Linked DNA regions of Oryctolagus cuniculus: region 2 is linked to region 1. Evidence: chromatin contacts called from public Hi-C data. All regions are on one chromosome and are shown on one strand. Each heading gives the region's core, a stretch centred on a gene start, on an enhancer-like site or on the middle of the called end of the contact. The rest is flanking DNA. Distances are from core to core; before and after follow the strand shown.

The links. Hi-C and Micro-C count contacts between places; a contact is called where the count stands out from the background.
Region 2: a Hi-C map of an unstated tissue shows a contact between it and region 1, with 2.6 times the contacts expected there. The contact joins two enhancer-like sites. A contact is called at or near these places in 4 of 6 Hi-C or Micro-C datasets (ear pinna, psoas muscle, skin fibroblasts and 1 more).

Annotation. Positions count from the first base shown.
Region 1 is chr5:126,034,413-126,037,447 of mOryCun1.1, forward strand. LOC127493036 (a long non-coding RNA gene) reads right to left here. Exons shown (of 3, transcript XR_011389016.1): 3 at 2,728-3,035. Among named protein-coding and RNA genes, the nearest start is that of TMEM63B, 53 kb to the left of the region's middle. Within about 2 kb of position 1,604, at least 2 of the 8 cell types and tissues checked have an H3K27ac peak or open chromatin away from gene starts, as enhancers often do.
Region 2 is chr5:126,093,359-126,096,393 of mOryCun1.1, forward strand. No RefSeq gene overlaps it. Among named protein-coding and RNA genes, the nearest start is that of TMEM63B, 110 kb to the left of the region's middle. Within about 2 kb of position 1,628, at least 2 of the 8 cell types and tissues checked have an H3K27ac peak or open chromatin away from gene starts, as enhancers often do.

The DNA of each region.
Region 1 (3,035 bases), core at 354-2,853:
GCCTCTACCCCTCCTCCAACCCTCCCATGCCGAGGTTCTGGGCTGGGGCCACTGCGTGCCTACGTGAGGGGGGAGTGGGCAGAGAGAGGTCCTTGCTGCCGGCTCCCCTGGGGTCACCTTCTCCCCTAAAAGCTTGGGCGTGGCTAGAAGGCTCAGGGCTCCCAGCTGGCAGGGATGTGTGTGAGCTGAGACTCAGCACCCACGGAGGGCCACCCTGGGGCGTCACCCTAGGCCCACGTAAAGCTTGCTCAACCCCTCCCCCCACCCCGGCAGGCTGCATCGTGCTTCCCTCGCCGGTGGCCAGCTCCGTTTTCACTGGATCTGGGCTTGTTCTTTTCCCCAGACTCTCCCTGAGCGCGCAGGCACGGCTCTGTTCTTTTCCATACTTCTCCATGTGCCAGCAGAGGGCGCCGCCGACAGAGCGAGGCCATGGGGGGGGGGGGGGGGACCGGAGAATCTGCCCCGATCGTGGGTTGGTGACTGTGTGTAATGAAACCGACCCAAGACGCCTTCCCTCTTGGTGCCCTGGACTTCACCTGTCAGCAGAGGCCTAGGGGTTACACCGCAGGCTGCACTTCAGAGGCAGCCTTGGAGGTGAACCTGGGCAGGAAGAGGAGGATGAGGGAGTAGCCCCCTCCCGGCAGCCCGGATGGGGAAGGGGCACTGGAGGTCACAGGCTTTCCTCCGCTGACCCTGGAAGAAGGGCTGGGAGGGGCGGCATGGAAGAGCTGGTGTCCCACCCGTTGGGAGGGGACAGCTGTGGACATCTGGGCCACATCTGGATTCCCCGCAGGACAGGAAGCTGGTCTGTTGGGGACCTTCAAGGTTAAGCTGAGACCCAGCCCCTGGTGGTCCCTCACCGTTGCATTCCCGGGGAGCTCTTTCCAAACAGGAGTGTGGGTACAGCCTCGGAATGCCAGTCTAGCCCTCCCGACGTCCCCTGCGACGCGGCACTGGGGACCCCGGCAGCAGCCTGCCCCTCTGGGCCACCCACTAGTGTGGCTGTGGTGCAGGGTGCATGGAGAACGCTGGGAAAAGTGTTCCGGGGTTCGGGGTTCGTCCTGCCCGCTCCTCTTCCTCCCGGGGCGCGGGGCGGGGGTGCTGAGAGAAGGGGAGTGAGACTGCAGCACCCCGTGGGGACCCCGCAGCCCGTGGAAGGGGAGTGGGGAAGGGCTGGCTGTTGGGTCATCCCGTACAAAAGCTTGGGAATGTGGCTGGGTGGGGAAGGGGGGCGAGGGGACAACACAAGTGATTCTTTCTTGGGTCTGGATTCTGGGGAGGGGACAACACGGGGAAAGTCCCTCTCGGTCGGCTGGGTTCCAGGACGCCGGGGCAGGGAGCAGGGGAATGACCGCCATGGCCTTGCAGAACGGCGCGTTGGTGAGGACGCGGGGACGAGGAGGGGGGGCGTGTTGAGTGTCGAGCCCACCCAGACTCTCCCCCTGCCCCCCCCATTCCGGGGGCCCGGCCCCACTTCCCCACCCCTCTCTCGCCCGGCCCGCCGCGGCCCCTCCCCCAGGCCGGCGCGCCACCTCCCCCTCCCCTCCTCCTCCCCCTCCCACCCGGCGCTGCAGCTGCTGCCGACGGACCATTCTGCACGTAGCGAATGGAGGAGACGCACAAGGGAGGCCTCGAGTGCGCGCGCGCGGGAGCCGGAGCCGCGCGGGCGGGGGAGCGACGGCCGGCGCGCGTGCGCGTGCGGCGCCGGCCCCGAGCGCGCGCGCGCCGAGCCCTGGAGCGCGTGGTTCCTCCGAGCGCCGGGCTTGGGGGATGCTCTCAGCCCAGGCCGTGCGCGCCCCTCGTCCCGGCTCCCCGCGCTGTGTGTCCGACTTGGCAGCGGATCATACCTCTGCCCCGGGCCTGCTTTCATGTCCCACTCCCGCCCCACGCCCCTTTCCTGCCCGGCTGCTGGCGTGAGGTGCCCGGCTCGCCCTCCTCAGCCCTGCAGTTAGCCAGGTGCGGCTGAAATCGCTGACCCCTGGTGGATTAGCTTAATGACCCTAGAGGCCTACCTTTGTCCTAGGATCTCAGCCCGAGGGCCTTCACCCCCTCCCGCCCTGGACTTCAGTTCAGGGACACCCCCATAAAGCCCCTTCAAGGACATGCTGGGATGGGGCACTCCCAAGGCTGTGCCTTTCCCTGTCACCTCCTCTTTCTGGGTGTCACCTGCATAGCTCCTACTCCCTGGAATGTCCAGGACTGGACTCAGCTCTGCCCGCACCCCTGGTAAAAGTGTGGCATGGTGAACGCAGAATCCTTGTCCTGGCTTTCTCACGGAGGGTAGGGAGGCTGTGCTGGGTGCTGGGAGGCAGTATCCTCATCTTGGGAGTACCTCCTGAGTTCCAGGGCACCCATCCGCTGCCTCCCCCCCTCCCTGGCCCCGAATCCCTGACCTCTGGGGCCAGCAGGTGCGTGGCCTGGGCGCTGTCCCCTCCTTCCTCAGGTGGCCCAGGCTGGCCCCTTACTGCACTCTGCTGTGTGTGCAGGGAGACGGTGGTCGGCAGTGTGCGTGTGCATACGCATGCGTGTGTGCAGGTGGCTGAGAGCTCATTGTCACATGCTAATTTGAACTTACTCGGTTGTCTAACCTCTCTGAGCCTCAGGTTCCCCACTAATGGGGAGTGTAGTGTTGGCCTGGTGGGGCTGTTGAGGACTGAAATACAATTTGCCCATACTGCACCTTCCAGCGCCTTCCACGTCAGAGGCAGAAGCTCAGTAAGGAGTAGGTTTTTTTTTTTTTTTTTTTTTTTTTATTGTGCTTGGGGTGGTTGACGGCTGGGACTTTTGCCTGCGCTCCCTTTCCCCGATGGGGAGGATAAAGACCTGAGTGCTGGCAGCTCCTTGGAATGTGGAGGTGGGTTCTGAGTAAACTGCAGAGAGAGCAGTACTATGTCATCTTTATGTCATCATCTGAGAATGAGCCGTTTCACATCAGCGTTCCAGACGTTAATATCCGAAACCTTAAAAAGAGAGATCCTGGGAGGCTTTGCCAGTGGCTGTTACACACTTCCCGGCCTTCTTAATCAGGGGTTACA
Region 2 (3,035 bases), core at 378-2,877, 59 kb after region 1:
CCTGGCGCTCGGTCTGTAACCCTCTCATGGCAATGTCTCCAGTGCAAATGTTTCACTGCGCCCAGCCTCAGTTTACCCCAGACCTCCCCTGCAGCCCTGCATCCAGGCTGGGACATTCTGAATGACATGCAGCCCCTGGCTGGGCCTGGGGACAAGTGGATTCCTCTGCCTGGAACCCTGGCGTCATTGGTCAGCCTTCAGGCTCAGCTGAGACACCCACTCCCCCAGGAAGTGCTCCCTGACCCAACTCTGTGCTCTCGCGGGCTGCAGGCGCCAAGCGGCAGGGCCCATGTGGGATTTATTATAGTGCCATCAGAGGCTAACCCTCAAATGCCTTGTGACACGGAGGACACAGTGACCCGATGGACTCCCCACCTTGCGGCTGTGAGGGCCCCACACTGCTCCATGTGGCAAGCTTGGGGAGTGCTGTGGTGGGGGGGAGGTGTGTGTGCAGGCACGCAGCAGGTGCCTGCCCTGTGACGCCCTGTGCATGCTCTTTGCTGTTTAAAAATACTGTGCAGCTTTGGAGTCCTCTCGACCCCCAAGGCCAAGGTGGCTGGCTGGCTGGGTTTCCACTGGGAAGTCACTGTCACAGAGCTCTTTCTGGTGGTCCCGGCTGACACAGCCCTGCTTGCCACAGGTACTGTCTTTACTGCCAGGGGATCCTGGTGACCGATTCTCCCCTCCCTAGAATGTGAGAGCCACCAGGGAGGAGACATTGGCTGCTTTTTTCTTGCTGTGTCCTCAGGGCCCAGAGCTGTGCCTCGCACACAGGGCCAGGGCTGGGAAGGCTCTAGGGGCCCCCTGGGAACAACACCAGTGAGTGTGGGTGTGGGACAGAGGGTGGCAAGGCGCGCCCTAGCCCTGGCCGCGTTGGATGTCCTGTCAGAGCTCCCTGAGGGGCGTTGGGAGCAGGGGCCTCTGCTGGGTCCCCAGATACAGCTCCCGGGGACCTCTGCAGGGGAGGGGGCAGGCCTCTGGCTGAGCACAGCCCCTGTGAGCACCCCTGAGCCAGCCCATCTGCAGGCAGGGAGGGGCGGGGCGGGGCTCTGCTGTCCCCTACTTCACTGCCCTGAGCTGGGACTCCAGGCCCAGGTCCGCCTCTGCCCGCTGCCACTTTCTTCCTCGGGCCGCACCTGCTCCTCCCCTAACTCTGGCTTTTCTGTCACCACGGCTCTGGGCCCCTCCCGCCTGCATTCCCCATGGCTACCGACTCCTCACATTTCCAGGCTGAGCCACATACGGGTTTCCTGTGTCTTCCCTCCCTCCACTGCCCACCCCTCAGCCACCGTGGGGGCCCTGCTGCCCAGCCCAGCTCCCCCGCTGCCACTGTGTCCTTGTCCAAGGCTTGTGAGGGGGACCCCAGAGAAAAGCTCCCAGGGGGTCCCGCCACCTCCTGCCTCCTCCCCACAGACGAGGGACACTGTCATTGTCCCGGGGCTTCCCAACCCCTGCTGAGGGGGCTCAGCTTTAGTCCTACCTACTTGACCTCTGGCTTGGGTGCGGGGTTGAGGGGGGCAGCGTAGGGGTGGCTTTGGACACCACCTTCCAGGTCTCAGTGGTCCTCACTCAGCCTCTCATGCGGGAGCTCCCAGCCCTGCCAGGGCCAAAGAAGGTGTGCCCACAAAGGGGCATTGGGGTGGGAGGTTTGTGGACTGGGCTCCGCAGTGCCCTGGCACCAATGTGTGTGCACACATGGGTGCACCTGCATGCACCCCTATTTTCACCATAGTACCCCAGATCTGCTCTCTGTAGCCCAGAAATCACAGGTGCCAGCTAAGCAACTATTTAGACAGCAGGATTCATTATTTTACAAAAGAAAACAGGAAAACCAAACTCATTTTGCATTTGGGGAAACTGAGGCCCAGAGGAACAAATGGCTTCTCAAAGTCACACTGGTGTCACCGGCAGAGCTGGGAGCTGTGAGCTGGGACCATCGCAGGCTGCTGGGCTCCTAGGCTGCTGTTTTTGCCAAGACCCGGCTGCAATGTCGCCTCGCAGCAGGTGGCCGGTGGGGCGGTGCCAGGGAGGCACTGTCAGAGAAGTGGGTTAAGGTCACAGGCTCCCCACTCCCGAGGGCCCCCTGTGACATTCCTGGGAGATGAGTGGCCCTAGAAAGGTTGGGCTCTTCTTAACTGCAGGCTTGAGATTTTGGGGTGGGAAGGGGCAGAGTGGGGCAGGGAGGAGGGCTGGGGCCCTGACCTGCAGTCTCCCTGCCACTGGGGGAGGGGGCACAGGGAGCGTGGGTCCATGCTCGGGTGGGAAGGGTGCAGAGGAGGAGGCCAGAGTGTTGGGGGTGCTGGGGACACCTCCTTGGCTCTGGCCAGCTGCCCTCACGCCATGCTGCTGAATGAACTCATTGCCCAATCCAGCACAGCCTCCTCCCTCCCCCACCCGCCCTGCCTACAGGACCGAGTTATTCTTAGTGCGCTTCATTAATCAACGTGTGACAAACGGTGTCCTGGGAGGAATGCTGGGTGCTGGGAGGAGGCACAGGGGGAGGGGGTACAGACATCCTGTCCCAGGAGAGAAGTCGGCATCTCAGGGAGCCCCGGTCTGAGGGGGGAGGCACAGCCCCATCCTCAGGGAGCCCCAGTCTGAGGGGGAGGCACAGCCCCACACTCAGGGAGCCCCAGTCTGAGGGGGGAGGCATAGCCCCGCCCTCAGGGAGCCCAGGTCTGATGGGGGAGACAGAGCCCCATCCTCAGGGATCCCCAGTCTTAGAGGGGAGACATAGCCCTGTCCTCAGGGAGCCCAGTCTGAGGGGGGAGACAGAGTCCCATCTTCAAGGAGCCCCAGTCCGAGAGGGGAAACAGCCCCATCCTCAGGGAGCCCAGTCTGAGGAAGGAGACACAGGCCTATTCTCAGGGAGTCCAGTCTGAGGGAGGAGACACAGCCCCACCCTCAGGGAGCCCCAGTCTGAAGGGAGAGGCCCAGGGACCTGCCCTCAGGGAGCTCCAGTCAGAAGGCAGAGAAACAGCTGCCCTCCCAGCCGAACATGTGGTGCAGGCCCGAGGCACGGACTGAACCTCAGG